Regions from separate parts of the Mus musculus genome. Here region 2 is linked to region 1. A link is a contact called in public HiChIP or PLAC-seq data. All regions are on one chromosome and are shown on one strand. Each heading gives the region's core, a stretch centred on a gene start, on an enhancer-like site or on the middle of the called end of the contact. The rest is flanking DNA. Distances are from core to core; before and after follow the strand shown.

What was found. HiChIP or PLAC-seq counts read pairs in DNA pulled down with a chosen protein or histone mark.
Region 2: a contact with region 1 is called in an H3K27ac HiChIP or PLAC-seq map of heart atrium, with 13 times the contacts expected there. The contact joins two enhancer-like sites. A contact is called at or near these places in 1 of 115 datasets of contacts at active chromatin or transcription factors (heart atrium) and 1 of 9 other capture datasets (embryonic stem cells).

The regions. Positions count from the first base shown.
Region 1 is chr1:76,037,800-76,040,723 of GRCm38.p6, forward strand. Gm32622 (a long non-coding RNA gene) reads left to right here. Exons shown (of 6, transcript XR_865555.3): 5 at 1,281-1,367. Among named protein-coding and RNA genes, the nearest start is that of Gm29065, 20 kb to the left of the region's middle. Within about 2 kb of position 1,427, at least 36 of the 459 cell types and tissues checked have an H3K27ac peak or open chromatin away from gene starts, as enhancers often do. A contact at or near this core is called in heart atrium, where this site is marked.
Region 2 is chr1:76,657,137-76,660,485 of GRCm38.p6, forward strand. No RefSeq gene overlaps it. Among named protein-coding and RNA genes, the nearest start is that of Mir6343, 150 kb to the left of the region's middle. Within about 2 kb of position 1,260, at least 5 of the 459 cell types and tissues checked have an H3K27ac peak or open chromatin away from gene starts, as enhancers often do. A contact at or near this core is called in heart atrium, where this site is marked.

The sequences.
Region 1 (2,924 bases), core at 177-2,676:
ACTATAGCTTTAACTCCTTTTGCAAACTGTGGTCAGAGCCTAAGATGTGCTAAACTGATAAACTGATGAATGAAAAGGGATGCAATCTTTGCTGTCTTAGAGTTTTGAGGTGAGTCGGGCCCTTCCTCTTAGCCCTTCGGCTTCCAGGATTCTGAAAAGGAAACTTCTGGTGCTTAAGCTACCCAGCCTGTGGTGTTTTGTCATGGTTGCAGAAACATACTAATATAGCCACGTTAGCCCCATAAAAGAAACTTGGTGTTACCAGGGGCCATAGGGAACTCTGGCATGTTTAAGTAGGGGTTAACGTGATCAGTTCTATGCTTTAGCAATATGACTCTACATGGAAAAGTCACTAGGGTTCGGGAGAAGAATACACCTGGGCTCTCCAGGGATCTTAATTCAGAATCTTTATCTCTTCTCATAAAAAATATTTTTAGTTATGTGTATGTGTATATGTGGTGTGTCTGTGCCTGTGTATGCGTGCAGGTGCCTAGGGAGACTGGAAGAGGGTGTCTGAGTCCTCGGAGCCTGAGTTACAGGTACTTGTGGGTTCTAGGACATGAATCCTAGTCGTCTGAAAGAGCAGAAAATCCTGTTAACTGCTGAGCCATCTCTCCAGTCCCCAGAGCTTGGTTTCTAATGAAGGAAATTTAGGTAGGGCGAGTTCTTGGAAGAATGGTCACATAAGATCACAAAGACCCACGATTTGGACACCAAGTGGGGGTACTATTTTCAGAGATCTACTTTTTGACCTTGTCAAAATTGAAATTCACCAAAAAACAAAAAACAAAAACAAAGACAAAACAAAACCAACCAACAAACAAACAAACACCACTCTGCAGAAAGTGAGGGGCACTGCTGAGATTCTGGCTCATCTGCTGCCTCCTATTTCTTGGCCTTGGAGGCTCATCTTGGTCAACTCTACAGACTACTGAGAGGATGGGAGGCAAGTTTCCTAACTTCTGCTAGATACTTCCTCCTCCAGCCTCTTTGGTACTTCCAAATGAACTCAATGTTTGGTGTTCAGACCATTTATGCGTCAGCTTTATAAAAAAAAAAAGCAAGAATACTTGCAAAAACTATTATAACCATTAAGCAAAATAAAGCAGAAACTGAAGAAAAAAGTTTAGACAGTCATTTATTTATTTCCTTGAAATAAGGTCTTGTCAGGTAACCCAGGCTGGGCTCAAACCCACAATCTTGCCTCTGATTCCAGAGTACCACCAATCCCCACTGTAAGGAGCTAAATTAAACTGAAGCCTGTTTTGTGTTTTATCTAGGTTTCTGCATGCTGGCACTTTGAGCTGGAATCCACTGAGTGGCTCTCCTGATCCGGACATCAGGCTTCAAGTGGCCTGGTCAGGAATGTAAGTCACATGTCTACCGTTGGCAGCTGGTCAGCTTAGGGGGCTGACCACTGGCTGTTGGCCTCTGGTCTGCATCATGTGGTCTCTTGAGTCTCTCAGCAGGACAGCCTAGACAAAAGGGCAGGCCCTAATGAGCAGGCACTTTTTAAGAGGCTGCTGACTGCAGACTTGCTAATTTGGCCAAAGCAAACCCCAAGGTCAACCAGAATGAAGGGTGAAAAACCAAGCTTCACATCTTCTCTGGAACTATTGCTAAGCCACATGGTAAAGGGGTGTGGAAATGGTGGAGGGAGTCACATGCTCAGCTTTCTAATAATGCCCCTCCTCCAGTTAAAGTCATTCTCTCTACAATGTTGATAAATGTTGGCACATTCACATCCTGTCCTTAGCAGAGCTTTAAAAGCAGCTTCAGTTGAAAAACAAAACGATTTTAGCTTCATCCGGAGGACTATTGTCTGGGAAGTCACAGAATTAATGTGGTAATTATTGTGGACCAATTATGTCCTCTCAAAATTCACTTGACTTTATTAAGAAGCAGGGTCATTTCTGTTAGTTAAGCTGAGGTCATATTGAAGTAGGCTAGACCCCTAATCTGGTAAGACTGGAGTTCTTCTAAGAAGATGGTCATATGAGGACAGAGGTGTGGAGAATATCGTGTGATGACAAGGGATGCCTGCAGTGGCACTGTTGCACTTAGGAGCACTGGCTGGCACGGGGAGGATGGTGAATCAGTGAAGCATTTCCCTGGGATCCTGGGACGAGCATTGCTCTGTTGCTCTACAGACACTGATATCAAACTCTACACATCAGAAGTATGACACTGGCGCACATCTGCTCCTAAAATGTGTGGTATCTTTGTTTGTTTGTTTGTTTTAAATAAATAAAAGGTAAGTGTTAGGAAATGTAGCTCAGTGGTTAGTCATATGCTCAACACGTGCAAAGTCCTGGACTCAGTTCCCCCATACTTAAATATAGAATTAAATGCATATGATACAAAGAAAACCACATTAGATTGCATCTCCCACCTTTGAGATCATTCTTACTATGGAGCCTTGACTGTCCTGGAACTCATATGTAAAAACTTGACTGGTCTCAAACTCATAGAGATCTATCTGCCTCTATAGGAATGGAAGACGTGTGCCAAAATGTTCTGCCTGCTGCCTTTTGAGAACCGGAGGCTAGGGAGATGACTCTGGGTAAAGTACTCACTGTACATGAGGAGTGCCAGAGTTGGGATCCCTAGAACCCACATGAAAAGCCAGGTGGGTGTGGTAGCATAGCAATTCTTTAATCTTGGCAGGCTGGCAAAAGAGACAAGGGATTACCCAAGCAAGCCAGCCAGCCAGTCAGAGGAGCTGAAGCAGTAAGCTTGGGGTTCAGCAAGAGACCCTGACTCAATATATCAGGTGGAAAGCAATCCAGGAAGACTGACTGATATTAGTCTCAGGCTTGACAGGTGTATCTACCTCACACACTCAAGCATATGTCCACACACACATGCATGCACACACATATGCGTACATTAAAGAAAGATTGTCAACCACAGTACCACACTAA
Region 2 (3,349 bases), core at 10-2,509, 620 kb after region 1:
AACTCTGTCTCCATAATCAAGAATATTTCATGAGGACTGGCATAGCTACTTAATAAAGGTCATTGTAGAGGATTTCTTTATGTTGTTATAATAACAACGGTGCTCCCATTCTACTAGTCATACATGTCAATACAATTGAGCTATATTCTATGAAATCTCTAGAAGGATTTTCAATGCTGACAGGACATAACTAGACTTACTTTGTCAGGAACAAGAAGCCTGGGGAGATGGCTCAGCAGTTAAGAGTACTTGCTGCTTCTATGAAGGATTATGGTTTAGTTCTTAGCTCCCATATAACTGCTAACAATATTTAGTAATTCTAGTTTAAGGGGATATAATGCCATTTTCTGGACTTCACACACACACTGCATACGTATGGCACACATGAACATATGCAAGCAAAACACTCATGAGTAAAATAAAATAAAATAATTTTAATTGAAACAAGAATAGCGTAGTCCTATTTTAAATAAGACAAGACAAGCCCATACTAATGACATAAAGTTGAAACACTCCATATAATAAAATATGAGTAAATGCACAAAGAATAAGGAAGCCAGAGAACATCCTAATAGCAACATCAAGTGGACTTGGCCAATCACTAACTGAACATGGATAGGATTGTTTCTTATGCAGATTGTCACATTGTATGCTTCGAAAAGACGTCAAATCTGTGGAAAAACAAAGCTCAATCTGAGGGCGTGTTAAATAGTGAATGTCAATGAGGTCTGTAACCTAATTGTGCCAAAGACAGTTAATTTAAAGAATCTGTTCCTTGGTCAATGGGTGATAGATACATTGGAAGTCACCAGTACCAAATTAGCTCTGGTTACCAAGGAGACTTTGGGAAGAGGAGTGTTAGCATGGGGACTTTTGTGTACGTAGAAATTTAGCAAAGAGAGAAATTATCACCAGGGGAGGCCAAGAGGAAAACTTCAGAGAAATAGGAGAAGTAGAGAAGGGTGAGGGTTAGAGAAAATAACAGGACTATAAAATGTAACATTGCTAAATAAGTGCCCTATAGAAAGAAAGAAAAAAAAAAACACAGAAACAAACAGAAAGGCTTTCCCTTTGACAACTTTTGTAAAAGTACAAACAGGACCGACGCTGAAGTGCCACTGACTAGAAGTTGCTGTCCTTGCAGAAACATATACAAAAAAGGACACAGTCACCTCTGAGCTTGTATTTAACAGATGCAGAAGGGGTGTCGAGAGATGGAGTCAGCATGAAGGCCAAGCTAAGAAGTTTGAACTATATCTCAGCGGCAGCATCAAAGCCTTGCAAGTAGGGCAGAGATAATTTCAGGCTTTTGCTTCAGAGAGAACATTCTGACAGCTCTGAGGAGGAAACATGGACTGGGGCCAACATGACAAGGGAGATAAGCTGAGAGCTTTAGGACATTTCAGCCAGAGAGAGGGAGACCTTCCTGAGGCCATAGCAAGTGGGCAGTCAACCCATGACTACTTTCTGAGACTTGCTTTTCTGTCTGATAATGTGGGGCTTCTCCCTGGATCCTACAGCTCCTGATAGCAGCCTGCCCAAGAGAGATCAGAATAAGGTTGTTCATTGTAGCGATATTGATATTGTATGATTGCCCTTGGCATTCACTGAGTCAAGATTCTAGTCTGCACTTCACCATGGCCTCAGCTCTAGTCTTAAGGACAGATGATGGTATGAAAACCATTGCAGAGTCCTTAAGATACAATCAAATATATTCTTTATTTTTTTATTAGGTATTTTCCTCGTTTACATTTTCAATGCTATCCCAAAGGTCCCCCATACCCACCCCCCAACCCCCTACCCACCCACTCCCCCTTTTTGACCCTGGCGTTCCCCTGTACTGGGGCATATAAAGTTTGCAAGTCCAATGGGCCTCTCTTTCCAGTGATGGCCAACTAGGCCATCTTTTGATACATATGCAGCTAGAGTCAAGAGCTCCGGGGTATTGGTTAGTTCATATTGTTATTCCACCTATAGGGTTCCAGATCCCTTTAGCTCCTTGGGTACATTCTCTAGCTCCTCCATTGGGGGCCGTGTGACCCATCCAATAGCTGACTGTGATCATCCACTTCTGTGTTTGCTAGGCCCCGGCATAGTCTCACAAGAGGGAGCTATATCTGGGTCCTTTCAGCAAAATCTTGCTAGTGTATGCAATGGTGTCAGCATTTGGAAGCTGATTATGGGATGGATCCCTGCATATGGCAATCACTAGATGGTCCATCCTTTCGTCACAGCTCCAAATTTTGTCTCTGTAACTCCTTCCATGGGTGATTTGTCTTCTGTGCTTTAGGAACATCATTTGTGTGGCATAATTCCTATCAATTATCCTATACTCAAACCCCTACCTTATGATAGAGTCAAAGTCAGCATTTATTTGGAAAATAGTGGAATTCACCTAGGGGTATGTTCCCTGACCCCGGACAACATGTGGAGACATTTTGATTTTAACAATCGGTCAGGAAGAGGCACATTGTTGTTGGTATCTAGAGAGTGAAAGATACTGTTAAGAATTCTGCAGTGTATTAGGTTTCTCTGCACCAAAGCCAACCTGACAACAAAGGACTATCAGGGCTCAGAGGTTAATAGTGCCAACGGTAATCAAGTACCCCAAAACTGGGATATTATTTTTTGAGCAACAGCATCTTGGCATTCCTTTTCATAAAGATGTGTATTTGTGGTTATCTCCTTTCACGCATGTGTGCTTCCATTACCAAGTAAAATACAAAGTTGACTGTCGGTTGGTTATTTTATGCCAAAGTTTAGTTTTAAAACTTTTTCCAACTTGCCAGTACTTTTCTAGCCATGTTTTAACCCAGTGTTTTAAAGCCCATGGAGCTGAATGCCTCTCCCTTCGTTGCATCTTTAGACAATGAACTGATAAAGCCCAAAGTAAAATATCCAAGTAGTTATTTTTACCATATTGAGGGTAGAATTATTAGCATTTTGAGTGCCCAAAGTTTCCTGTGTCAAGCACAAGGCTGATATACTATAAATGATAACTACAGTGATGTCCTGTTATAGGAATGGGCCCTGAGAGAAGAATACACTGATCTCCGCATTTGTGTAGTGAGACTGAGGCACAGATATGAGATATTTATTGTCTTTCTAGGATAGCGCCTTCTCTGTCTCCTGTTTGCTAAGAAAATAGATCGTGTTTGTGCTACAGCCTTCTTTCCCAGGATATTTCTAGGAAAGAACAAATTCTGGCAGGATTCAATAGGCCTGTGCCTTTATAAGGCAGGAGACAATTCACACTTCCCACAGCTACTAAAAATGCACTGGGTTTATATTAGAAATATAATCTGTACCCTCAGTAAAGCTCCATTTTTGACTCATTCTGACTTTTTTT